Regions from separate parts of the Mus musculus genome. Here all the other regions are linked to region 1. Evidence: chromatin contacts called from public Hi-C, Micro-C and promoter capture Hi-C data. All regions are on one chromosome and are shown on one strand. The core of a region is the stretch at or near the end of the contact, and the rest is flanking DNA. Distances in the headings are between cores, read along the strand shown. Region 1 holds the start of Dcaf15 (DDB1 and CUL4 associated factor 15). Region 2 holds the start of Rnaseh2a (ribonuclease H2, large subunit). Region 3 holds the start of 1700122E12Rik (a long non-coding RNA gene). Region 4 holds the start of Dand5 (DAN domain family member 5, BMP antagonist).

Evidence for each region. Hi-C and Micro-C count contacts between places; a contact is called where the count stands out from the background. Capture Hi-C pulls out chosen DNA fragments and counts their contacts.
Region 2: a contact with region 1 is called in a Hi-C map of muscle stem cells, with 4 times the contacts expected there. The contact joins the promoter of Rnaseh2a here to the promoter of Dcaf15 in region 1. A contact is called at or near these places in 1 of 484 Hi-C or Micro-C datasets (muscle stem cells), 1 of 115 datasets of contacts at active chromatin or transcription factors (bone marrow-derived macrophages) and 2 of 9 other capture datasets (adipose tissue and pancreatic islet).
Region 3: a contact with region 1 is called in a promoter capture Hi-C map of liver. The contact joins the promoter of 1700122E12Rik here to the promoter of Dcaf15 in region 1. A contact is called at or near these places in 11 of 39 promoter capture datasets (the 3T3-L1 cell line, the HPC-7 cell line, cranial neural crest and 6 more), 5 of 115 datasets of contacts at active chromatin or transcription factors (astrocytes, bone marrow-derived macrophages, embryonic limb bud and 2 more) and 2 of 9 other capture datasets (adipose tissue and liver).
Region 4: a Micro-C map of palatal mesenchyme shows a contact between it and region 1, with 2.0 times the contacts expected there. The contact joins the promoter of Dand5 here to the promoter of Dcaf15 in region 1.

Annotation. Positions count from the first base shown.
Region 1 is chr8:84,101,744-84,108,284 of GRCm38.p6, forward strand. It overlaps Dcaf15 (DDB1 and CUL4 associated factor 15), which reads right to left and starts at 3,054. Exons shown (of 13, transcript NM_001357322.1): 1 at 2,874-3,054; 2 at 1,213-1,310; 3 at 1,003-1,138; 4 at 421-527; 5 at 189-328; 6 at 1-103. The coding sequence starts at 3,005.
Region 2 is chr8:84,962,325-84,968,865 of GRCm38.p6, forward strand. Rnaseh2a (ribonuclease H2, large subunit) reads right to left here and starts at 3,752. Exons shown (of 8, transcript NM_027187.4): 1 at 3,536-3,752; 2 at 3,247-3,318; 3 at 2,993-3,119; 4 at 2,807-2,894. The coding sequence starts at 3,662.
Region 3 is chr8:84,843,268-84,849,808 of GRCm38.p6, forward strand. It overlaps 1700122E12Rik (a long non-coding RNA gene), which reads left to right and starts at 3,880. Exons shown (of 3, transcript XR_106144.5): 1 at 3,880-4,053; 2 at 4,803-5,028. Calr (calreticulin) reads right to left here and starts at 3,664. Exons shown (of 9, transcript NM_007591.3): 1 at 3,441-3,664; 2 at 2,983-3,084; 3 at 2,595-2,798; 4 at 1,604-1,698; 5 at 1,307-1,516; 6 at 1,111-1,224; 7 at 798-941. The coding sequence starts at 3,531.
Region 4 is chr8:84,819,421-84,825,961 of GRCm38.p6, forward strand. Dand5 (DAN domain family member 5, BMP antagonist) reads right to left here and starts at 3,403. Exons shown (of 2, transcript NM_201227.3): 1 at 2,949-3,403. The coding sequence starts at 3,260.

The sequences.
Region 1 (6,541 bases), core at 1,804-4,303:
TTCTTGAGTTGGAAGGCGGGTTGGAAGGTGGGGAAGGGGTACACCACCTGGTATTTGGTGTGCAGCATGAAGCCATGCCGCAGGCACTGTGCGCTTGGGTCCCCTGCAGCAAGACACATTACAGCTCACTTCATGTCCTGGCAGTGGGCCAGCAGCCACGTCTCCCTCTAGGGCCCCTGGTGCCTCACCTGGGTGGGCACGACTGGCATCCTGGCAGGCAGCACAACGGCCCCGAGGTGGCACAGCCACAGTGCTGATGTAGATGTCACGATGGTTCTCATCGCTCATCATCATCATGTTCATGAGCATCCCGTTGGCCGAGCGGGTGCTAGGGGTAGCACACCCTCAGCCTCGGGCCCATGAAGGGGCTGCGAGCCCACCCTGCCGGCCCCACGCCACCCTGCCTGCCCCTAGTCTCACTTGAAACCAAACACGATGACCTTGGAAGCGTCGCTAGGCCACTCACACACAGTCAGGTACAGGTCACTGTAGATCTCCTCGTCCTGGAAGAGCCGCACCTGCCGGACCTAAGCGGCATGCTCCATCAGTGCGAGCCTAAGGAAGGGCTACACCAGAAGCACACTAGCTAGAAAAGAGCTCCCATTGCAAGTGGTCCAGACACTCTCTGGCCTGAGCCAGAGAGAGCCCTGCAAGCTGGAGGGACCCTGACTGAATACATTACCTCTATGCCCATGGGAACAGAAACTGAAGTCGCCCTACCAAGAGGCAGGGCTCCAGGAGGAATGCTAAAGCCACTGTGACAACCTGTGTGAATCTAAGAAATCTGCCTGCATCCTGGCCCAGGCCAAGGCTATCAGATGGGCTATATGTGATACCTAAGCCAAACGAAATCACCAGTTTGACCTAAAAATTCAGCAACTCTCCAAGGGTCGCCCCACTGGTACAGCACTGCCATTTACACACAGGACACAGGCTGACTGATACAGGAGCAGCTGAGGCCTGCTGTCTGAAGGGTCAGCCCAGTGCAGGGCCTAGTCCTACCAGCTTGAGCTTGCTGTGGACGTTGAACTCCCACCAGTAGAGGTGATATATGTAGAAGGAGAAGTCGTCATCCCCACTGCTGCTGGTGTAGGAGAGGACATAGCGGCCACACTTGGAAAATCCCAGGAAGATATGGCTGTGGGCAGAATGGGCAGATGAGGACACGCCCACAGCCCGACCTGCCACCACCCAGCCTAGCTTCAGCCTCACCCTGCATAGAGAAAATCCTCATCTACGATGTTCTTGAGGGACACGCAGACCCTGGGGGGCAGCTTCCGGAAAAGACGAGGTGAGAGCTGCCCACTGATCTGGGGAAGAGACAGCCAGGGCTCTTTAGCCAAGCAGCCTCCCAGCCTCCTTCCCAGAGGCCGAGGCTTCCCCAGGCCCACTGCTGGGGCAGATGGAGACACCAAAGCCAAGTGACCTTACAAAGCACCCCACCCCCACCAAGGACCCAGGTTACATCCCAGCCGTAGCCCCGTTTGGATCCAGAGTCCTCCCAGCCCTAGCCCTACGTCTCCCTGTGGAAGGATCCCTCACTGGGACAACTGACTCCTTCCTGAAAACTGACGCATGAGACTAGGATGTGGGGCCATGCATTTATCTGCCTGCTCCCAATTAGCCCACAAGGGGACCCATCTCTCTCTTGATAATGTAGTTACTGTGCAGACTACAACTCACAGTAGAGGCGAGGACAGCTTGCAGGAGTCTCTATGTCCTCTCACTGCGTGGCTCCTGGGGATCTCACACATTATTAGGTTTGGTGGCAAGAGCCTATACCTATAGAGCCTCCGAACCAAAAGCTCCCAGTATTCCCAATGCTCCAATCCATTATTAAGAAAACCCCTTTCTTAATTAACTGCCAATCAACTGTCACACCCTAAAACATCACCAAGGAAGGATCTGAGGAAACAGGCATAAAGCTGACCACTGGGGAGCTATTCTGGCCCGCCTTCAAAAGATAGCCATCTAGTGGGAAAGAAGGCCTGGCACCTTGCCCCTAGTTCATCTCGACCCATGAAGGGAATGGCTTTGTCAGACAAGCCTTCCTGAGAGGATATAACCCTTGCCCAGGGAGTGTCTAGGCTAAGGGCAGAGCCACAGCCTTGCTTAGGGAGCACCAGGAAAAAGCACAGTTCGCCCTTACCCAGTTCCCAACTTCCTGTGCACATAGACAATCTTGCTCCACAGCTGCCCACCTAACATTATTCACATCCCTGTCCTTTCAGGTGTCCTCTGACAAGGGAGACAGAGCCCTAAGTGGCTTCCACTTTGAGAAGACCTGGCCCTACTCTGGAAACATTCCTCCATTCAATGAGTGAGGCAGACCTAGGTACAAGCACTAGATATAGAGATGGTCAGAGCTTGGACAGACAGGGAGCATCCAACAGAGGCTGCCCATTGTCGGTAGCAGGGGCTCTTCAGGGGTTTGGGGGGGTAGCTCCAACAAGGGGCAGTGCTTTGAAAAATCGGTCTAAACCAAGGTCTCCCCTTCCTCCAGATTCCTCGGACAGCTTCTACAGTAACCCGCCCATCAGCCTCCATCCCCGGTCTTTCCTCCATGATTCTCCCCGGCCTCCGCCACCCAAGCCCCTTCCTTCTTCACTGATCTCGCCTAGCAGCCTTCATTCAAGGCCCCCTGCAGGTGACCCGCCTCACTGGCTGCACACAAGTCACCAACCTTCGCCAGCCCAGCCCGCGCCTCAGCACCAGCCTCCACACCGCCAAACCCATCCCCATCCCCACCGCCCGGCCCGCCCAGCCCCCTCCCGGCCCCGCCCCCCACCTCGCCGCGCCGCCCTCCCTCCGCCGCCTCCCGCGTCCCCTCCTCCTCACAACCGGGCGCGCTCGCCTCAGACGCCAGGCCTCACCTTGACTCGCTCCAGCTGCTTGAGAACGTGTTCCCGCCGCCGCCCCACCGCCCGCTTCCCCCCGGTCCCCCCAGGGCCTCCGCCGGCGCTCCCGGCCCCGCTGTTCCGCTCCGATTTCGAGCTGGGCGCCATTTTCACCCCCTCCCTCCACTTCCGGAGCAACCGGTCCCTTAGCCCCGCCCCTGGCACTTTCTGATTGGCCTTTTCTCCTTACTGCGGCCGGCCGGTTGGGTGACAGCCGGCATTCCTTGTCGCTTCCCGCTACGCTTGTCCATCAAAGCTATCTTGGTTTTTGGTTGGTAAAGATGGTAACAGCTCCCGCCTTATTCCCGCCCTTCATTAAAGATAAACCACTCAGAAACCACTTTGGCGCTCCTCGGCCAAAAAACTTCAACTGAATAGGCGAAGATTTCTGTCAGGCTTGACATTGTCACGCCCCTGAGTGGGTTTCCGTGGAAACCACTGGCCGTCCAGCGGCCTGTGGGCGGGGCTATGGGAACCTGTGGTCCATAAGGGCCAGAATCTCCAGCCCTGGCTCTGGCTCAGGCTGGGAGGGCCGAGGCCTGAGGAGCATCCCTGGGCAGCTAGGGAGGAGACCAGGAAAAGGCGGTGGGGAAAAAAATGGCTCGTTTTAAAACATCTTCCAGGCCGGGCGTGATGGTTCACGCCTTTCCAGCACTTACGAGGCAGAGGCAAGTGGATCTCTTTGAGTTTGAGGCCAGCCTGAGTGAGTTCTAGGATAGCCAGGGCTACACAGAGAGACTCTTGTCTCAGAAAAACAAACAAAGAAACAAAACAAAGCATCTTCCGGACGACGATGACGATGATAGCATCAGACAGATATCATGCTGTTTTTAAAAAAATTAATTTCCATGGGTCAGGCGTGGTTCTGAGTTTGCACCTCCTGTGGAAGGCCTGTTAAGCCTATCATACTAATTAATAATGGTAATAAATATTACGGGACATGACAGCTTCATGCACCAGTTTTGCCTACATTCACTCAATCTCTGCAATGGTCCTTTATTTTACACGTGGAACAGGCATAAAGTGAACTCCCCTGAAGACATGGCACTTGTGTACCCAGACTGCTGGCTGCTCTTTTTACAGCCACATTCGGTTTATTGAGAACCCAGCTAACAGGACAGGTCATAAACAAGGAAATGAGTACCTGTCCTTGAATTCCAGGTATGGGTAGAAAGGCAGTTGGATGCAAAGTAGCTTTGTGAAGCGGGGGAGGAGGAATATTCCAGCAAAGACAAAGGTTTCTGGAGAGGTTCAAGACTAACCTGCCATGATGTATGGATTAGTGATGGGGACACTGCTGAGAGACTTACTAGGTGATCTCTTCTTTATGCAAAGACTGGAGGGCTCACTAGCAGCCCCCCTCCCCCCAGCATGAGGAGAAAATATGACCATGCATGTGCAGACCCAGCCTCAGCTGAATCATAGACTAGTGGACCCAGAGCAGGAGGGAAAGGAAGAGCAAGGAGGCAGTGTGTGTGTGTGTGTGTGTGTGTGTGTGTGTGTGTGTGTGTGTGTGTGTGTTTGTGTGTATGTGTGTGCGCGCGCACAGTGTACAGATGAGATTTTGCCCATGAAAGTGTATGAAAAGACAAGAGGTCAAAAATGGTCTTCTCACTCTCCACCTTAATTTAGGGATGAGTTGTTTGTTTGGTTGGTTGGTTGGTTTTGGTTTTGGTTTTGGTTTTGGTTTTGGTTTCTTAGGGCCTCACTGTATAGCCTTGGCTGACCTGGAGCTTGCTATGTAGACCAGGCTGGCCTCAAACTCAGAGGAAACCACTGCCTCCTGAGTCTTTCACTGAGCCTGGAGTTTGTGATTTCTGTTAAGAAGCAAGATCCACCCAAGGCTGCTGTAGTGGGGAAGGAAACTTTAAGGAGAAACCTGTTTTACTGCCCCTCCTCATCTTCAGAACTTCTACTACAGACACTCCTTCCTCTAGGAGGAGGGGCTTACTTGCTCCCTGGTATGGGCACTTAAATTAGTGTCTTTATAGAATGAGGGGAGCTGGGCATGCGTGGTGCTGCCTACCTTTAATTCCAGTACTAGGGAGGGGCAGAAGGTCTGTGAGTTCTAGGCCAGCCTGGTCTATATAGAGAGTCCCAGGCCTACCAGGGTTATGTAGTGAGACTGTGTCAATCAGTCGATCAATAGCAAACAAAACAGAAAGTAAACGGAGGGCAGTAGAAGTGATCTGGCAGATAGCTCCTTAACCAAAAAGCAAAGTATGACTGTCAGCTGTGGGCCATGTTGCTCTCATGACACATAATAGGTCTGAGGAAAAACACCTTTTTGGTTTTTTTTCTTTCTTTTTAGTTTCTGTTACTGTTGGTGTGTGTGTGTGTGTGTGTGTGTGTGTGTGTGTGTGTGTGTGTGTGTGTGTGCATGCGTGTGCGTGCGTGCATGCGTGTGCGTGCGTGCAAGGACATTATGGCATGCTTCTGGAAGTCAGAAAGCAGCATTTATGATTGAGTCTCTCCTGTCTTGGATTCCTAGGTCTTTTATTTTGTTTATTTATTTTATTTTACTTTTATTTTCGAAACAGGTTCTCTCTACATAGCTCCGGCTGTCCTGGAATTCACCATGTAGACCAGGCTGGCCTCGAACTCAAAGATCTGCCTGCCTCTGCCTCCTGAGTGCTAGGAGTAAAGATGCTCACCACCACGCCCAGCCAACCGCGCCCAGCCAACTCCTAGAATTATGTTCTCTTGTTAGGCTTGTATGACAAGTGCTCCTTAGCTTGCTTGCTTTTATTTATTTGTTTGTTTGTTTATTTATTTATTTATTTATTTATTTATTTTGAAGATCTTACTATGTAGCCTTACTGCTCTGGAAATTTCTATGTAGACCAGGTTGACTTGAACTTACAGAGATCCACTGGCCCCTGTCTCCCAAGTGCTAGGATTAAAGCTAACCACCATCATATACAGGCCCCTTCTTTAACTTAATCTAATTTTCCTTAGAAAGGGTCTTGCTGTGTAAGGCTGGCCTTCAACTCTGGATCTTCCTGCCTTGGCCACTCCAATGCTAGAATGACAGAAACAAGCTACTACACATGGTTTCTAAGAATAATGTACCCTCTGATATCATCCCTAAATTTTATAATCTAACCCTGAGAACACACCAAATATTTGTCCCTTATTCAAGGACATTCTATATAAGACAATAGATGAAAAATGAGCAGAGGCTAGATATGGTGGCACAGGCCTGGAATCCCAGCATTTAAGAGGAACTGAGGAGAGGTCTCAGTGCTTCAGAGTATTTACTGTTTCTGTGAAGGTCCTAAGTTCAATTCCCAGTATCCACTGCCCATAACTTCAGCTGGAGGTCAAAGGGATTGGGGGGAATCTAGTGCCCTCTTCTGGCCTGTGTGGGCACCTGCACTCACAAGCACATACACACACACACACAGAGAGAGAGAGAGAGAGGTAATTAAAAATAACTCAGTGTTTTTATTTTAAAAAAGAAACCAAGTGGGACAACGGTAGTACAACTTAATCCTAGCACTTAGGAGGCAGAGGCAGGTGAGGCCAGATGGTCTGCAGATGGAGTTCCAGAACAGCCAGGGCTACAGAGATAGACTCTGTCTCAAAAGAAGAAGAAGAAGAAGAAGAAGAAGAAGAAGAAGAAGAAGAAGAAGAAGAAGAAG
Region 2 (6,541 bases), core at 2,502-5,001, 860 kb after region 1:
TCCAGAGGTCCTGAGTTCAATTCCCAGCAACCACATGGTGGCTCACAACCATCTATAATGGGATCTGATGCTGTTTCTGGTGTGTCTGAAGACAGCTACAGTGTACTCACATACATAAAATAAATAAATAAATCTTCAAAACAAAACAAAAACCAAGGGGCTGGAGAGAAGTCTCACTATCAGCGTCCCCGTGGCAGCTCACAGTTACTTACATAACTCCAGCTGCAGGAGGTCTGATGCCTTCTTCTGGCCTCCATGGGCTCTAGGCACCCATATGATGCATGCATATATATAGGCCCAACAATCATATACGTAAACTTTATTTTAAGTTTAACTTAAAAAACTTTACATTTCACAGGGATTCTCTGTTCTGCAGAGAGTAGAACAAAGTGGGGGGGCAACAGGTGGGACTATCAAGAAAAGGACCCTGCACCCTCCTACAGGACAGAAGCCGGTATGAAGGGGACCTGTGGAATCACTCTGGAAAATTGGCAGCTAGGACAGGGAGGTTGGGGCATACATTCAGGGAGGGAGTAAAAGTAGGAAATCAAAATAAAATCTGCTTCTAATCCTGAATTTTCCAGCTAAACGTTTTTCTTGAAGGAAATCTGACTTTTGCGGTGTATGCGAACACGTGCACACACGTGCCAGGCTGTGGAAGTCATGTAGACCGAACTCGGACTGCCAGATGTTCTCATCCACTGAACTGCCTGGATGCTGGAGAGTAAACTCAGGTCCTCCAGCATGCTAGGCACAGGCTCTCCTGTTGACCCTCATCTCGAGTCCATCTACCTTGTGTATGTGTGTGGCCTGGGATACGCATGATTCTCAGTTACTCTTAAAGAGTCACCCTAAAGCCAGGCAGGCTATAGTAACCTGTTTAAAAGCCAGGGTGGTGGCGCCCACCTTCAGTTCCAGGACTTTGGAAGCAGAGGTAGGTGGCTCTCTATAGCCAGCCAGAGATAATACGGCCTGTGTCAAAAATAAAATTAAACTATTAACAAGAAACTGGGATTAAAGGTATGAGTTATCAGGACTTGAGAGATGGCTCAGTGGTTAAGAGCACTGGCTGCTCTTCCAGAGATCCTGAGTTCAATTCTCAGCAACCACATGGTGGCTCACAACCATCTGTAATGGGATCCAATGTTCTCTTCTGGCAAATAGACATACATACAAATAGAGCACGCATACACAGAAAGAAAAAAGAAGCTGGGTGGTGGTGGCACATGCCTTTAATCCCAGCACTTGGGAGGCAGAGGCAGGCGAATTTCTGAGTTCAAGGCCAGCCTGGTCTACAAAGTGAGTTCCAGGACAGCCAGGGCTACACAGAGAAACCCTGTCTCTCGAAAAACCAAAAAAAAAAAAAAAAAAAAAAAAAAGAAAAAGAAAGAGAGAGAGAGAGAAAGAGAGGAAAGAAAGAAAGGAAGGAAGAAAGAAAAAGAAAGAAAGAAAGAAAGAGAGAAAGAAAGAAAAAAAATGTATGTGCTACCAAGCTAGGCCATTCCAACTGATTAAAAAAAAATTTTTTTTTAACTTTAACAGGGCTAGAGAAATGGCTGAGGTTAAGAGCACTCTTCTAGAGGACCCAGATTCAGTTCCCAGCACCCATATCATGGCTCATAACTGTCTATAACTCCAGTTCCAGGGGATCCCACACCTTTTTCTAGCTTCTGTGGGCACCAGGAACTCATGTGGTGCATAGACACACATGCAAGCAAAATACCCATATATAAACATATAGAATTTTAAGGACTGGAGAGATGGCTCAGAGGTTAAGGTTCTGAGTTCAATTTCCAGTAACCACATGGTGGCTCACAACCATCAGTAATGAGATCTGATGCCCTCTTCTGGTCTGCAGTCATACACGCAGGCAGAATGCTGTATACATAATAAATAAATCTTTTACTTGTGTATACGGGTATATTACTTGTGTGTGTATGGGCGTATTACTTGTGTGTACGGGTGTATTACTTGAGGAGACCAGAAGAGGCAATAGGATGTCCTAGAACAGGAGGTAAGGCTGTTCTGAGTCACCCAGTGGATGCTGCGAATCCAACCCAGGTGCTCTGGAGCAAGAAAAGAAAGAAAGAAAGAAAGAAAGAAAGAAAGAAAGAAAGACAGACAGACAGAGACAGAGACACAGAGACAGGCAAGCAGACCAAAGCTCTCATCTTTCTAGACCCACTTTTTTTTTTTTTGGAGACAAGGTCTTGCACTAACCCTGGAACCCAACAATTCAGCTGGTGGACTGGTCAGCTATCCAGACCCATGATCTTCCTGTCCCCTCACTCCTAGCACTGAGGTGACAGGTTTCTGTTGCTTTGCCTGGCTTTACCTTTGGATGCTACGGATCCAAAAAAAAAACAGGGTTCAGGCTGGAGGTAGCCTGGGCTGACATTCAACTCACTTTTTTTTTTTTTTTAAAGATTTATTTATTTATTATATGTAAGTACTGTCTTCAGACACACCAGAAGAGGGAGTCAGATCTCATTACGGATGGTTGTGAGCCACCATGTGGTTGCTGGGATTTGAACTCTGGACCTTCGGAAGAGCAGTCGGGTGCTCTTACCCACTGAGCCATCTCACCAGCCCTCAACTCACTTTTTATCCAAGGGTGGCCATAAACTCTTCATGTTCCTGCCTCCATTTCCTAAGTGTTACGACTCTGACTTTATGCAGTGCTGGGATGGAAGCAGGACTTCATGCATGCTAGACTAACAATCTATCACTAATACAGACCCAACTTCAACTTTTTAAAGTCCCTTTTATCAGAAGGTGACCAAAGGGCTGTAACCCAACAGCTCACCTGAGTGACATTCACATTCTGGTCCAGTGCGTACTGTATCAGCCCCGCAGCTGTATCGTGTGACAGGGAGTTGAGGTTGTACTTGACTCTGGTAAAGGACAGAGTTTAGTCCACACCATTGCAAAGGCAGGACGCAGCCTGCCTGTGTTGGTTGCTCTTCCCCCCACTCATGAAGGGACGCCTCACCGCCCAAGCATGCTGGTAGAGATCAGGTTTGGAGACAGGACGTCCAAAGCCCAACCCACAAAGTCTCCATCCTCCTCCATTTTCGCAAAGAGCCTCTCCCGCTCGTTCTCTGTCAAGGTCTTAGAGTCTGGGAAGAAAGTTAAAAGAAAAGGGGACAAGTGGTTGTTTCCCGATTCCGCTTTCCCCTCTGTATCTCTCCTGCCCCCCTGCACATACCCAGGAACCCAGAGTGCAGACATTCTGCACAGGCTCACCTGCCACTTTCAGGGCCTCCAGATCTGCCAAGCGAGACAGGGGGCAGTAACAGATGGCGTAGACCATGGGACCTTGGTAGGAAGAGGACAAGTCAAGAGTTCTGAGAGCAGGGTTCCCACCAGAGAGTACAGTACGTAAAAGCCACCTTGCGCCATCATCACCACGGCCCAAGGCCATCCCACTATCGCTTCCGGATCCCAAGGCCCAGCATGATCCTCACTCCGGTTTCCCTGAAAACTGCACCCCTTTCACCCACGCGCCTCCCAGCCCGCGGCCCTGGAAGCGCACCAAGCACAGGGCCTCGGCCCGCTTCATCCACGCCCAGAACGCACGGCTCCTTGAGACACACAGCAGGTACAGGAGAACTCAGACGACAACGACCCGTATTGTCCCTCTCCAGCTCGCTGAGATCCATGCTGCCTCTGCGACAGCCAACAATTGTAGAAAACAACACTGCAAGCGCAGGTCCCAGCGCGCGTTTTCCGCGAAAACTGCAGTGGCTCTTGATGCTGACCAATCGGCTCGCAGGATCCGCCCTCGATGCGCCCTCCGGCGTGGTCGTTTACGCACGCGCTGCTGTCGCCGCTGGTCTGCTCTTCTCTCCTGGGAATTGTAGTCTTTGAGGACTATCTCCAAGGGCGTGGTTTGTAATGGAGGGTGGGCAGGGTCACTTTGCAAGCTCCGCCCCGTTGCTGCTGGAGCCTGGCCCTCAGTGACTGGTACAGAGAGAAATAACGAGGAAATTAAGATGTAGTTAAGCAGATTGTTTGGTTTGTTTCTTTCGAGACAACTAATAAAGCCCGGCTGGTCAACCTTGAAGTCACTATGTAGCCTGGGATGACTTTCTATCCATAATCCTCCTACCTCCATTTCCTATGCTGGAATTACCAACCCTCACTCAACTGATATTTTTTGGAGGTTTACAAGATCAAATATCATTGCACAGGCGGAACACTGGTCTCACCGGGTCCCGGTCTCCTACTACCTCCATTCATGTTTGTAATGGCTATCTGTCTCTGTCTCTCTATTTGTTTGGGGGGTGGGGGCAGTGGGGGGAGAGTCTCACTGTGTCTCTCTAGCTGACCCAGAATTTGCTACATAAATTGGCCTTGAACTCACAGAGCTACACCCACCTTCCCTCCCCACCACGCTGCACAGAACCTCCGCTCCTAGTACTGAGTGTCCCAGATTCCACAAGGCTGAGGCCTTCTGACTCACATTTCCTGAAGTTAATGGCTCTCCAGGACACTGCTGCCTCTAGGACCTGTCCCTTATCATCTTTCTGAAAGAAAGCCTTCTGTACCACTGTGGGAGATGCCGGGCCCCAGCTGCTTCCTGTTTAGGCTCTGCACCCATCAGGCAGGTATCTTCCCTCCCTTCCCCCATCCCTCCTCTCTTCTGCTATCCCTTATTTTAGGAAGCTCCCATCTCCCGGACTCCTTAGCCACTCCGAGCACACTCTATTGTCTTCTTGGTCAATGAGACACACGCCCATCATTCCTCTATCACATGCTTCTGCTTGCCACCAAGTTTTTTTTTTGGGGGGGGGTTGTTTTGTTTTTTAAGACAGGGTCTCATGTAGCATTAAATAGCCTAAAATATTAAATTAAACATAGCCTTAAATATTATTAAATATCGCCTGGGTTGATCTTGAATTCTTGATTCTCCTGCCTCAGGAGTGCCTGAGTCACAGGCCTGAACCTCCAACAGGGCTTTCTCCTTCCAGCGTTTCCTGCTTTGTCCCATGGCTGTCGGAAAAGCTCCTGTGTCTGAAGTCAGGTGCCTGCTCCCCAGCCAACCTGAAGCTTCAGACTTTGGGCCCTAGTACTCACCTCAAACCAGCCACCACCTCAGTTCCTTCTCTTCCTGCTGTTTGTTTTTATTTTTCAAGACAGGGTTTATCTGTGAATCCTTGGCCGTCCTGGAACTCTGGGACTCATTCTGTAGATCAAGCTGGCCTCGAACCCAGAGATCTGCCTGTCTCTGCCTCCCAAGTGCTGGGATTAAAGGACCGCGCCCTCATGTTAAGTCCCTGCCCTAGATCTGCCAGCCAGTTCTGACTAGCATTGCCATGTCCCGTCTGTTGCTCACCTCTGCTCAGGGCCTCTAGTTGCAGTCCTTCAGGCTGCAAGATGAGCAATCCTGTTGCCGGCACGGCCTCATCTGTACCAGCTTCTCTCGGTCCATGAACACAGGGACTGGTGCCGTGCCCAACACCTGACGGCTGCGTTCCTGTCTGCCCAGGCTGCAGAAACAATGCCACTTTCCCCACGGGCCTAGGACTGAGTCTTCCAGTACTGGAGATGGAGGGTGGACATGAAAACCCAATTGGGGAGTGAACCACCATACAAAGGATTTGTCCAGGGAGGGACAAAGATAAGGAACCTAATAGTAACAACTGGTATTTTTAAGACTTTGCTGCCTCTGTGCAGTGACTTAGGAAGAGCAAACCACCCTTTCAGAAAGACAGCAGTAAGCTGCCTACAGTTGCAAACTGACACCTCTAATCTCCGCCAGCCAGCTCAGTTGGGAGTATTCACTCCCTGTCCTTCATACCCGACATCCATCCAAAGTTGACTCTTGTCTTCAGGGACTTAATCATGGGCCTACCCAGCAGGCCCAGTGCCACCTGACTAACAAGGCTGACAGATGTTAAGTTAAATGATATAATTGACATAATAAATGCACTTAAACCCCCTGGTGCTGAGCTAACTTGTAGCAACAAAGTAATTTTTATGCTCAGGAGAAGCGATATATATATATTTTTTAAGGTAGTGCTAAAGAGCCACTGACCTACAGTTTTACAAGACCCTTTCCTTTCCTTTCCTTTCCTTTCCTTTCCTTTCCTTTCCTTTCCTTTCCTTTCCTTTCTTTCCTTCCTTCCTTAAAAACAAAACAAAACAACAGAGCCTCATGTACCCCAAGCTGGCCTCCAAGTCCTTGGGTAGCCAAAGATGTCTTTGAATTTCAGGTCCCTACTCCTCCCAAATGCTAGGATTGTAGGTGTGTACGGGTACAGTGGATTATGCAGCGCTGGGGAAGGATCAAAACTTCGGACATGCTGGGCCAGTGCTCCACCAACTGAGTACCAAATGCAATCCCAACCCTTCATCAGAATTCTTCACTGATACTTCCTCATGTAGATGAACTCACAAAGGCTGGTGCCCCACACCCTTCCTCAGCAGATCTTTGCCAAATGGCATCCCCTTTCCCTATTCTTCCCTTAGGCCTTTTGCTGTTCCCTTTTCACTGTCTCACAGTCCCTGTGACTTTAACTGTGCTAGTCATTCCAGC
Region 3 (6,541 bases), core at 2,630-5,129, 740 kb after region 1:
GCAAGTATGTAAGTTGATGCACTGAGAAGGTAGGCAGAAGTAAAGAATTTTAGGCCAGTCAGTACATACCATACATACATACACCAAGACCAGCCTGCCTGGCTGGGGGTTGCGGGGTGGGGGGAGCTGTGATCCTGGGAGCATTACAGTTTAGAAGCCATGCTTCCAGAACTCACACCCTAATGACCTGGATGGACTACTGGCTTCACTTTCCACACTACTTTCTCTATAAAACAGGCATTCTGGGGCTCTCTTTTTCCAACTCATGCCAAGAACTGGCCTAGACACAAAACATCAACAACAAAAACTCGGTACCAATGTTTCTTAAAATCTTATTTGGTTATGTAGCCAGGGTGGGCAGTGAGCAGAGCTGTAACTGGGTAATCCCAGGTGATTTTGCAGGGGCACTTTGGCAAAAGACTTAGCACATGCCAAGTAGCCCTGCAGAAAAGAGAAAAGTGCTCAGTGGAGGCAGAGATAGCTCAGCAAATGAAGGCACTTGGTTGCCAAGATTTTTTTAATGACCAGAGTTGATTCCAAGGACTCACATAGTGAAGAGAACCAACTTCTCTGATAAGTTTTCCTCTGACCTCTATATAACCATACACATAAAAATGCTTTAACAATAAACCATCTTTCTTGAGTAAGAAAAAGGAGATAAAACAGGAAATGCCTCATTAGGCGGACCATTTCAGAACACCTTAGGGTTGGTGCCTCTGCCTGTTCTTCCCTCCAGATAAACCAGTATGATCCTGACTTGAGGTCTGCCAGGAACCCTTGTCTTTCCTATGTCTCACCTGCCAGAGATCTAGGCCCAGTACAGCAAAACTATCATAGGCATAGATATTTGCATCGGGGGAGTATTCAGGGTTGTCAATTTCTGGGTGTATCCAGGTACCCTTGTAATCTGGGTTGTCAATTTGACGTGGTTTCCACTCGCCCTGTAGAAGAAAACCAGATGAATAGAGAGGCAGACACATCCCACAGTACAGCCAACAACCCCGACTAGGACCCCAAGGCCTATCTTGGTTTGTTTCTGCAGTGCAACATTAATCATAGCACCCAAGGAAACATCCCACCAGGGAGCCACACCCAAACACCCAAGCCTACCTTGTATTCAGGATTTTGAATCACTGGTGGTTCCCACTCTCCATCCATCTCTTCATCCCAGTCCTCAGGCTTCTTAGCATCAGGGTCAGGGATGTGCTCTGGCTTGTCCCAGTCCTAGGAGTACACGTGGAGGTCAAAGTGGACCCAGATGTCCTCCATTCTATGACAGAGGTGGAGCTACCCTCCCAACACTAACCTCAGGCTTGGAATCTGTGGGGTCATCGATCTTGGCTCGTTCATCCCAGTCTTCCGGCTTGGCAGCATCAGGGTCCTTTATCTTCTTGGGTGGCAGAAAGTCCCAATCATCCTCCAAGGAGCCTGACTCCACCTGGCTGTTGTCAATTTTCACCTCATAGGTGTTGTCTGGCCGCACAATCAGTGTGTATAGGTGTGTGAATTCATCATCCTGAAGAGGGAAGGAGGTGAGCAGTCCCTCCCACCAGGCTGCCGGGACCTCCCATGACAGCCATTTAAATGACTACCCCAGGCACACCTTACACCGGATATCCTTGTTGATCAGCACATTCTTGCCCTTGTAGTTAAAGATGACATGAACCTTCTTGGTGCCAGGACCGCAGATGTCCGGACCTATGTAGGAAGCATATGCAGGCTGATGGCAGGCTCTATCCTTTGAGAAAGGGAGACCTAACCTCATCTATTTGTGACTATATACCATGCATACACAGGAGCCTGCAGAGGTCTGAAGTGGGCACGGGAGTCACAGGACACTGTGTGAGTGCTGGGAACTGAGCTTGTGTTCTCTGAAACCACTGAATTCTATCTCCAGCTCTTATTTTATTTTTGACAGAGGAGACTGTTACATTTAACTGAAGCTGCCTTTAAAGTTCTGATCTACTTCAGTGGTCTGAATGCTGGAATTACACATATACACAGCCATCGCTATCCAGAAATAAAAACCTGTTTTGGTTGGGGTTTGTTTGTTTTTTTGAGACAGGTTCTCTATACAAAGTCCTAACTGTTCAGGAACAGTTATACATCTGACTTCAATGCATCCATTAAAGGCATAAAAGACTACAAATCTGAAACGATTACCATTCTGGGGCCAGCAAATGGCTCAGTGGTAAATTAGGTACTTGCCACTAAGCCTGACAATCCAAATTTGATCCTAGAACCCAGATGACAAAAGAGATTTCCAAAGTTGCCCTCTGACCTTCACACTAGCACACCCTTTCATACTTGAGTACAGAAGAAATATGCACATGCTCAGATTTTTCACTGATTTTTAGACCCTGTCATTAGCATCATTTCTAAAATTATTAACACGTAGAAAATATCATACAAATGAACAATATAAGTCTTCAAGTAATATTGTACACCAACTAATAAAGTTGTCCTTCAGGACAAAAATTTTCATCATTCAAGTGCTTTCCATGGTATGAAGATCAGCATTCTGGTTACAAAGGGTTTCAGTCTGCACCCACTGTCCAACCGGCAGAGGTCAGCACTGGCTGGGGGCCCCTCACCAAACATGATGTTATATTCTGAGTCTCCATGCATGTCCTTCTGGTCCAAACCACTCGGAAACAGCTTCACGTAGCCGCCCCCACAGTCGATATTCTGCTCATGCTTCACCGTGAACTGTACCACCAGTGTCTGGCCCTTATTGCTGAAGGGTTCGAATTTGGCGGACAGTGCGTAAAATCGGGCATCTTGGCTTGTCTGCAGCCCTGTGATGAAATGGGACTGTCATCAGGTGAACCCGGAATACCCTAGACCTAGAGGGGCACGGCTGACCTCCCTTCCTTCCTCCACCTGTCCTTGGCTCCCGTGTTCCTGGGAAAAGCCCCAACAAGATGTATGTGCTGACTACAGCTTCCTCCAGGAAGTTGTCCTGCACCCACTCCCTTGTACCTTTATCCTTCTCCAGGTCCCCGTAAAATTTGCCAGAACTGAGGACAAATTTGCCAAAATCGGACTTATGTTTGGATTCGACCCAGCGGTTGGTCCAGGCATCTGAAAGGGAAGGGCATAGAGTCAGATTAGCGGGGCCGTCCGACCCCCGCCCCCATAACCAACGTCTGTCAGGAGCTACAAGCAGGTGGGGGTGGGGAAGGGGATTCCCATCCCAACCTCAAACTTGACATCTCGATGGGCTTCAGGTCCTTGGACGAATCCTAACTCTGGGGGCGGGAAACGGCTGAGCCTTCCTAGTCCCACAAGGACGCACACATGGAACCGCCCGCGGCCCTAGTCCCTCTGGGGCCACAGTGTTGGCCCTCTGAACGGTAATTACATTACACACGACGAGGCAGCCGAGGTCTCGGGGCCCAGCAGTCGCTAAGCGGCCTCGAGACGGGCCCAGACCTTACCTCCGTCCAAGAACTGCTCTTTGAAATAGATGGCAGGGTCTGCGGCGGCCAGGCCGAGGAGGCCAAGCAGGAGCGGCACCGAAAGGAGCATGGCGGGCCGAGGGGGCGGCGGCACACAGGCCTTTTAAGACGATCTTCAGGCAGCGGCTCTGCGGTATTGACGGACGCGGCCACCGCCGCTTCAATTTATATTCACCTACCTCTCACCCGAACCTGACACAGCCGCTGAGCCCGCCCCTCGGTCCTTTTGACTGGTTTAGACCTACAGCTGTCCCTTTCCATTGCTTCCCAGTTGGCTCAGCAAGTTAGGCTGTGGCTCGGAACGCTGGGATCCCAGATGGCTGATTTCTATTGGTCGCACTATGGGCCAATGAGGGTCGACCACGCGTTGTGGGGGACGCCCCCTGGTGGGGTGGGGGCCGCTAGCCCACTCAGGCACGGTCACGTGACTGAACCTCAGCCCAACCCCGCCCTTGCTGCTGAGAGTCTCTGGCTCGCTAGGAGTCGTTTAAAGAATCCGCGCGAGCGGTACCAGGTGTTAACCGTGCGGTGCGGGACCGAGACGGGTCCTTAGCTTCGGCCCTTTCCCATCCTCTCTGGTCAGAGGGAAGAAGTAAGGATTATTTGCAACTTTCACGTTCCGTCTGTCCTGCACCTAGGGAACGCCCACCGATGGCGAGCGTTTCCTATTCAGGATAAGGTCAAGGGCCAGCCAGGATCCTGAGGTTTCGCTGCATTCTGGTTCCACAGTTGTTCAGGCCATAGAGAACGTACCAGCTTTCTCCTCTCGTCCCGTAGTTCCCTGCAGCCTGTGTGACATGATACAAGTCATTTCGCCTCCCTGAAATGTCAGAAGCCAACAGGGGTGACCCTGAGCTATCTTGACAGAAATGCTTTTAAACCTTTTAGGGCTGTCCACGGTTCAAGAGCAGGAAACACAGAAGTCTCAGGGGTGTGAGTGTAAGCGTGTTTTCTTGGGTGAGAAGTAGGGGTTTTTTGATTTTTGTTTTTTTTTTTTTTCTCTTTCTCTTAAGCTGGAGAATGAAAGGAGTCACTTCTTGTGGTCTCCCACAAACGACTTGGCTTTTGCAATAAACGGCAGAAGGCAAGGGGTGCCGTTTGAGGAGGAAAAAGGACACAGATGGCTATGGTGATAGTTCTAGTGAGATAAGCAGGACCCTTGGATCTGGAGTCCTCTGACTCAAATCATGTGACTCTGCCTGCTGCCTGGAGGAGGAAGAACAGTACCTGTAGGGGATGGGGGATGGGAGGTGTTTCCAAACTGAGGAATTGGGAACCCTGAAACAAGACTATGAACTGCGCAGAAGGAATCCTTACAAAAATGGCGTGCTTCCTTTGCAGTGAGAGGAACTCAGTCAAGCAATGACACTTGAGGTCAAGAAGCTGGGTCTCCACCCTGTCCCCCAGGCAGTGTACAGAACTCAGCATTGCTGGTGAAGGTCCCACTGGAGGACACCCAAGTTCAACATGATCTTGACAGACCTGTGACTGACCTGACCCTCCCTCCAGTCCTGTGCCACTGACACATATGCTTGATGCCTTCTGCTTTGTCCTAGTACCCAAGACGGTGAGTGAAGCAGGGGTCAAAAGTTCAGTTCTCAGCTGCATAGTGAGTTTGAGGCCAGCCTGGGTTAAATGATACACTGCTTTAACACAATGAAATAAAGGACAGGAGAGATTGGTTTGGAGCACTGGCTGCTCTTCTGAATGACCCCAGTCCTATTCCCAGCACACACACATGAAGGATCAAAACCAGGTAATTTGAGTTTCAGAGGGTCTGAAGCCCTATTCTGTGGGCACCAGATGTGTAAATAGTACAGAGACATACGTGCAGGCAAAACATCTATACAAATAAAATAAAAATTAAAAGCTTTAAAAAAAAAACAAACCCTGAATGTGGTAATGCACAACTGTAAACGCAGTATACTTCAGCAGGATAGCAGGCAGGAACATGAGAATCACACTTGACCAGCTTGCTTGCAATGCAGCAGGAGAAAAGAAGAGAGACCCTGTGTCAGATAAGGTGGACGGTGAGAGCCGGTGTCCTCTGACCTCCACACTATGTTGTGATGTGTAATGCAGGTACATGCACACAAACACTATATTCTCTTTTCTTTTTTTTTAAAGATTTATTTATTTATTATATGTAAGTACACTGTAGCTGTCTTCAGACACACCAGAAGAGGGCATTGGATCCCATTACAGATAGTTGTGAGCCACCATGTGGTTGCTGGGATTTGAACTCAGGATCTTCGGGAGAGCAGTCTATGATCTTAACCACTGAGCCATCTCTCCAACCCCTCACTTTTTTTTTCTTTTTCTTTTTCTTTTTCTTTTTTTAATTAAGAAAATCAGGTAGGGCTGATGAGATGGCTCAGCAGGTAAGAGCACTGACTGCTCTTCCGAAGGTCCTGAGTTCAAATCCCAACAACCATACGGTGGCACACAACCATCTGTAATGAGATCTAACGCCCTCCTCTGGTGTGTCAGAAGACAGCTACAGTGTACTTACGTATTATAATAAATAAATCTTTGGGCCTGAGCGAGCAGGGTTGACCAGAGTGAGTGAGGCCGACCTAAGCGAGCAGAGGTCCTAAATTCAATTCCCAACAACCACATGAAGGCTCACAACCATCTGTACAGCTACAGTGCACTCATATACATAAAACAAATAAATAAATCTTTGTAAAAAAAAAAATCAGGTATGGTAGCACATCTTTAATCACAGCATTGGGAGGGCCGGGGTTCTAGTGGATCTCTGTGAGTTCCAGGTCAGCCTGGTGTACTTACTGTAGTCTAGGTCTGCCAGACTTACACAGTGAAACCGTGTCACAAGAGAAAAAAAAATCATTGGGGGAAAACAAATTTTTGAAGCTGAGAGAAAGGGGCCTAAATTGATGAAACCTGAATACATGACTTAACTATAGGGTTGGAATTAGGAAGTGCTAGAAATAATGTGTAACAGGCTCAAATCATGTTTTGGAGTGTCTCAGAACTGGGGATGTATACCTCTGTGATAGAGCCCTTGTCTAGCAAAGCGTGAGGTTTGCGTTTCATCACTATACTGGAAAAAAGTCTGA
Region 4 (6,541 bases), core at 2,153-4,652, 720 kb after region 1:
CCGTGTAGCCCAGGCTGGCCTGGAACTCCCAGAGAAACCGCCTTGTATTCTCAAGTGCTGGGAGTAAAGATGTACATCACCATGCTCAGAATAATAATGAAAAAAATTAAAAAGGCAGGCTGGGCTGTGGTGGCGCACGCCTTTAATCCCAGCACTCGGGAGGTAGAAGCAGGCGGATTTCTGAGTTGGAGGCCAGCCTGGTCTACAAAGTGAGTTCCAGGACAGCCAGGGCTATACAGAGAAACCCTGTCTCGAAAAACCAAAAAATAAGTGAATAAATAAATACATAAATAATAATAATAAAGGCAAAGAAGAAACCACTTGAAACCTTTATGGTTTTTTTGTTAGTTGTTGAGATAGGTTTCATGTAGCCAGACAGGCCTCAAACTCATTTAGCAGAAGTTGGCCTTGAATTCCTTATTCTTTTGCCTCAGCCTCCCACATGGCACATTTTACATGCCCATGGTCCTGGGTTCCACTCTGAGCACTGGAATTAAAGAAGGAAACCATCCCTGCCCCCAACGCTGGCCCCTGATAAGCCCAGACCTGATGTTCTGACTCCCCGTGATGATGAAGCCAGGACTAATATGTCCCTATTTCCAAGTAAGGAGACTGAGGCTCGGAGCTGCCTGAGACTACATAGCTGCAGGAAGTCCGCTAACCTAGAGTGTCTTGTGCCATCTGGGGCTGGTGCAGCGCGGGCTCAGCAGTGAGCTAGACTCCAAGCCAAGTTGCATTCTACTAGGTCAGTCATTGGAAGGTAGCAGAAGAAGAATGGAGTGGGCACAGTGATGTGTGTAACCCCAGAACTCAGAGGCTGGGGCTCACAAGTTCCAGGCCAGTTTGAACTGTTTGCTGAGACCTATCTTGAAAGGAAAAAAAAAAAAAAGACTTGGAACCAGATAGGTCAATCCTGGCCTCCTAAATTCCCAGGTTTTTTTTTTTTTTTTAAAGATTTATTTATTTATTATATGTAAGTACACTGTAGCTGTCTTCAGACACTCCAGAAGAGGGAGTCAGATCTTGTTACGGATGGTTGTGAGCCACCATGTGGTTGCTGGGATTTGAACTCTGGACCTTCGGAAGAGCAGTCGGGTGCTCTAACCCACTGAGCCATCTCACCAGCCCAAATTCCCAGGTTTAATAGCCAAATACCAAGCCAGGGATTTTTGGGAATGGATGCCCTACTGAGCATGGCTAAAAGCACTCTGCATGAACCCATGTTATTACCTATGTTTTATGGGCTAGAGAAGGCTAGCTACAGACACAATAAGCCAGGATTGAACTCAGCACAAAATAAGAATTCCCAAAGCCCTTTCGAAACACTAACTGATCGCAGATATGAAATTGTTTCTTGTTCAGGCTGCCCTATAGCCGGTGAGAAGCATCTGCTATTAGTCATTCATTCATTCATTCATTCATTCATTCATTCATTCAACAAACACTATATGTCCACTGTATGCCTGTCCCTGTTGTAGGTCTTGGGACAGGAATATTAGAAAGAAAACAACCAACCAACCAGATAGCCTCTGCCCTGAAATGGGGTTGTAGCTCAGGATGTAGGGTACTTGTCTAGCATACTTGAGGTTCTGGGTTCCACCATCAACACCACATAAACTGCTCTGCTGGCTCATACCTGTAATCCCAGCATTCAGGAGGCAAAGGCAAGAAGATATGACGTTTACAGCCAGCCACAAGCTACATAAGACTTTAGCTATAACAGCAGTAACAATAAACAGACAGACAGACAGACAGATACCTCTGCTCCAAGATGGGTGTGGTGACTCACACCTATGATCCCAACAGAAGGATCACTGGGTTAGAGGGCAGTCTGTGATACCCAGTACAAATGCAGGCTCCAGAGCAAAGCTCTGTCTAAACATATACACACAGCACACAAGAAAGTCTGTCATCCGCCAGGAGTGAAGGGATGAGTGGGAGGAGCCCAAATCAGGGAGGTCAAAGAATGTAGACCCTTGTGGGCTCTTAGAACCGGGAGAGTAACTTTAGAGTCCTGGTCGTTTGGAGAGCAGCAAGGGACATGGATTTGTCAACAGCCTCTTCCTGGCTGCTAAAATAGCCAGTGGCTGGAGATGGGGCTCAGTGGGAAGAGCTTGCCTCACACGCATGAAGCCCTAGGTTCTGTAAACCAGGTGCGGCTGCACACAGAAGGTGAGGTCAGGGGTGGGATCTTCTGTCGTTGCTGTCTTCCTTTGTTTGTGTTGGTTTTCCAGACAAAGATTCTCTGTGCCACCCTGGCTGCCCTGGAACTCACTCGGTGGACCAGGCTAAGAGAAGTGGAATTATTTATTTATTTATTTTTGGTTTTTCGAGACAGGGTTTCTCTGTAGCCCTGGCTGTCCTGAAACTCACTTTGTAGACCAGGCTGGCCTTGAACTCAGAAATCCGCCTGCCTCTGCCTCCCAAGTGCTTGGATTAAAAGCATGTGCCACCACTGCTAGGTAATGGCACATATCTGTGGGCACATGAGTATGTGTGTATGCAGAGGAGTGCTGGGATTAAAGGCATGTGCGAGAAGTGGAATCTTAAAATCCTTTTTAGCTACATAGTTTCAGCCCTGAGAGCACTTTAGTTACATAGAAGTCAGGGTGGGCTGCAGGAATTCCTGTCTCAAAAACAAAACAAACAAAAACAAACAAAAAAAAACAACAAAGAAAAAAATCAGACTTGAGAAATGAAAACAAAGGCAACCACAGTGGCAGAAGTGGAAAACCACTTGCCCTGTTTGATAAGGAAGAAACCTAAAGTTTATAGGCACTTAGCTTCAGGACTTGAGACTTAATTGCAAATCTGCCTGGCCATAGGACCTGTGCTCTGAACACTGCTGAGAGTGCCCCCCACTACTGCTACCACCACAGACCCCATCATTACCAAAGATGACACCACCACCACCACCATGGACACAACCACCACCACTACAGACTCACCTGAACAAAGGACAGAGCTTTACAAGTCTCCTGAAGCACTTCTTGAGGAGCCAAGGGCAAAGGCACACCAGCAGCTACTCTCTGCCCTCCTCCCTGCAGCTCACCTGTCCCCTGCTGTTTGTTCTGCAGGCCCAGGAAGGCCTCCCAGCTACCCAGGGCAGAGATGGGCACCAGGGGATCCAGAGTCCAGCTCTGATTGATAGCAGTCCCGGACTGAACAGGGGTCGCTGGGGCCCCAGGCCTCCCTGAGCCTGTGGGTAGCCAGGCCCCACTGAACAGACCCAGCAGCGTGGTGAACTGGCTACGGAACATCACTTGGCTGTGCAGTCGTTTGTCTGTTTGTCTTAAAATGGGCTCAGGGTCCTTCGCAGTGGGCCCTGCTGTCTAGTGTGTGGAGTGCGGGCCCTCAGAGGTCTGCTTTTTATCACTGTTCCCTGGAGAGCAGCTTGAGAGTTGTTTTCTGGGAGCTCACAGCAGGGAAGGAAGGGAAGCTGACCTGGCCAATCCCACAGCTCCTCCCAGCCTGCTGAGAGTCCCTGGGGGGGCTGAGCCTGCTCCATGGGGACCATGAGAATCAAGGTAGGCAGGCCCAGGGGACAGCAGCTAAGGGGTCTTTTGAACCCTCAGACCCCTATTCATCCACTTAGTGACATCACACCCTTCGGTGCTGCCCTGAAGTTTCTTGGCTGTGCACCTTCATGCAAGGTCATTAACCACCTTGGGCTTCATCCCTTCTCTGTAACAGGATACTGGCAACAGCATCAGATACAACCTCAGAGGTTGTGTTGAGGACTCAGAGAGACCTGAAACACACATACTCATGCTCATTTGTCTCATGAACCCATAACTTTTTCCCCCTGTTCTGAGGAAGAAACCTTTATGAATTATAAACAGCTCTGCAGCACTCCTGTACCCAAACGACAATGAATTAACCTGACTGCTACTACTGTATTACTGGGTGGGGTGGAGACAAGACCTCTGTATTATGTAGCTCAGATTGGCCATTATCTTGAGCTTCATCCACTTCAGTCTCCTGAGTACAGAGACTGCAGGTATGGGCCACAACTCCCATATCTGTCATCCCAGCACATAAAAAGCACCGGCAGGAGGATCCAGAGTTTAAGGGCAGCCTTGGCTAAAGAGCGATCTTGTTCCAAAGGAAAAATAAAACAATAGGATGAAATGAATTTCAGAGGGATCAAGGTACCGGTTTCTGATACCTGGGCCGTCAGGGAAGACCCCCCCCCACCCCCACCCCCAAGAAGGTGACACTTTTGCAGAGACCTGAGATGCTGATACAAGCGATGGGAACAGAGTGGTGGGAAGTACACAGAAGACGTGAGATTGCATCCCAGACTTTGGGTTCTCAAGGCGCCTGTGGGGGTCGGACACGGCCCTTGTCGGTGCATCTCACACCCAGGTGAGGAGGAGCAAGGCATGGCGGCAGGAGCGTGAGAAGCTGCTGCCTGGGTCCTTCCCGCGGCGCGCTCGCCATCTAGCGGCCGCTACACCCTGGGACACTAGCTTCCAGCCTGCTGTTCCTCAAACATCCTTTCTGAAGAACCTCCAGCCAACTCCAGTCCTATACCGACAAAGGCTGCAGCCCAAGCATTGCAGCGGCCTTGACGTTTTCTCTGCCAGAATCCCCCACTTCTCACTTCCACCTCACTTCTTTTTGGATGAGCGCACTCACCTCACCTCCCACTTTCTCCTTTGCTCCACGTGGCTGCCAGGAGACACCTGAGAGCACTTCAGTCAGGTCAAGGCCCTTGGCTTACATCCCTCCAAGGTGCCCATCTCCCTTCTGGAGCAGGCTAAAGACCTTTCCAAATCCCACCAAATCCTGCACGGGGATCTCTCCATCATTTTCTCAACCTCGCCTACCCATCCTTGCCCCTGTTTCTCACTCTAGCCAGAGTTTCACAGAAATTTCCAAACTTCTCAGGCAGAGTCCCACAATACCTTGCAGCCACACAGAGAGCCTTCTGTACCCACAAATAGTGATTTCAAGGATTCAACCAACTCCAATCTGAGGACTTGGTAACCAAGTGAGGCTATCTAATGCAAGTGTTTAAACATACCTGGCACATTAGGTTTCTGCGATATACACACACACACACACACACACACACACACACACACATATATACACATATATATTTAAGTTTTAGTTTTTTAAGACAGGGTCTCCTCACAACCATCACAAACAGCTGTAATGGGATCCAGTGTCCTCTTCTGGTGTGTCTGAAGACAGTGACAGTGTACTTACATATATAAAATAATAAATCTTTTTAAAAATAAAAAAAAAAAAGACAGGGTCTCTTTATGTAGACATAGCTGCATATTTGACTTTTACAAGCTGGCCAGCACTTGGGAGGCAGAGACAGGTAGATCTCTCTGAGTTCAAGGCCAGCCTGGCTCCAGGGCAGCCAGGGATAAGCAGCGAAACCTTGTCTCAAGAACATAAAAATAAATAAAAAATATTTGAATTTCCCAGAAAAGCATGTTTATGGACATGCATTTGAAGCTTTCAGTACTCTGTGGTACGAGGCTGACATTTACGGTAAGCAGCCAACCAAACAACAACCAAAGACTGAGCTTCAAGGTCTAAAGCAATCCTTGAGGATTCACTTTTATTATGTTGCAAGTGTGTCTGCCACATGGATACAGTTTATCTCGAAGGCCAGAGAAGGTCCCTGTACCCCCAGGCTGAAGGTACATGTGCTCATGAGACTTTCTTTCTTTCTTTCTTTTTTTTTTTTTTTTGGTTTTCCGAGACAGGGTTTCTCTGTGTAGCCCTGGCTGTCCTGGAACTCACTCTGTAAACCAGGCTGGCCTCGAACTCAGAAATCTGCCTGCCTCTGCCTCCTGAGTGCTGGGATTAAAGGCGTGTGCCACCACGCCCGGCTCATGAGACTTTCTACGTGGGAGCCGGGGACTGAACTCTGGAAGAACCAGTGAGCTATCTCTGCAGCCCAGCTTTATTTCTGTCCTGTGCAACACTGGCAGAATTACTATCCAACAGATCAGTGAGGTGGGTTCCATCTATTTGATTACTTCCTCGCATTTGACTGTGGGAAAAATTCAAAGGAGCTTTTTTTTTCTTTTCTTTTCCATTAAAAACCGCGCATTTGCTGATCGTGGTTGCAGACACCTCTCAGCCCACACTCAGAGGCACCGGCTGACAGAGCTCTGTGAGTCTGAAGCAAACTCTACATAAGCAAGTTCTCTGCCAGCCAGGGCTACATAGTGAGAGTCTGCTTGTCACCCCCAGAGAGAAAGAGGGAGGGAGGGAGGGAGGGAGGAAAAAGAAAGATATTTTTTTACTAGATACTGTGGTGCAGGTCTGTAATTGAAACACTCTAGTGGCTGAGGCAGGAAGACTTCAAGGTTGAGGTTAATGTGTGCTGCTATTCTCAAGACGGTGTTTACATGGGGGCGGGGTGGGGCTGAGGAAGTGGCTGGAGGGGCCTGCCACTGCTTTAGATAAATTTGGGAGCTCTAGTTTCAGTGAGCCGCCCAACCTCAAAACTAAGATGGAGGAAGTCAGGTGTGGTAGTGAGTGCCTTTAATTCCAGCACTCAGGGGACAGA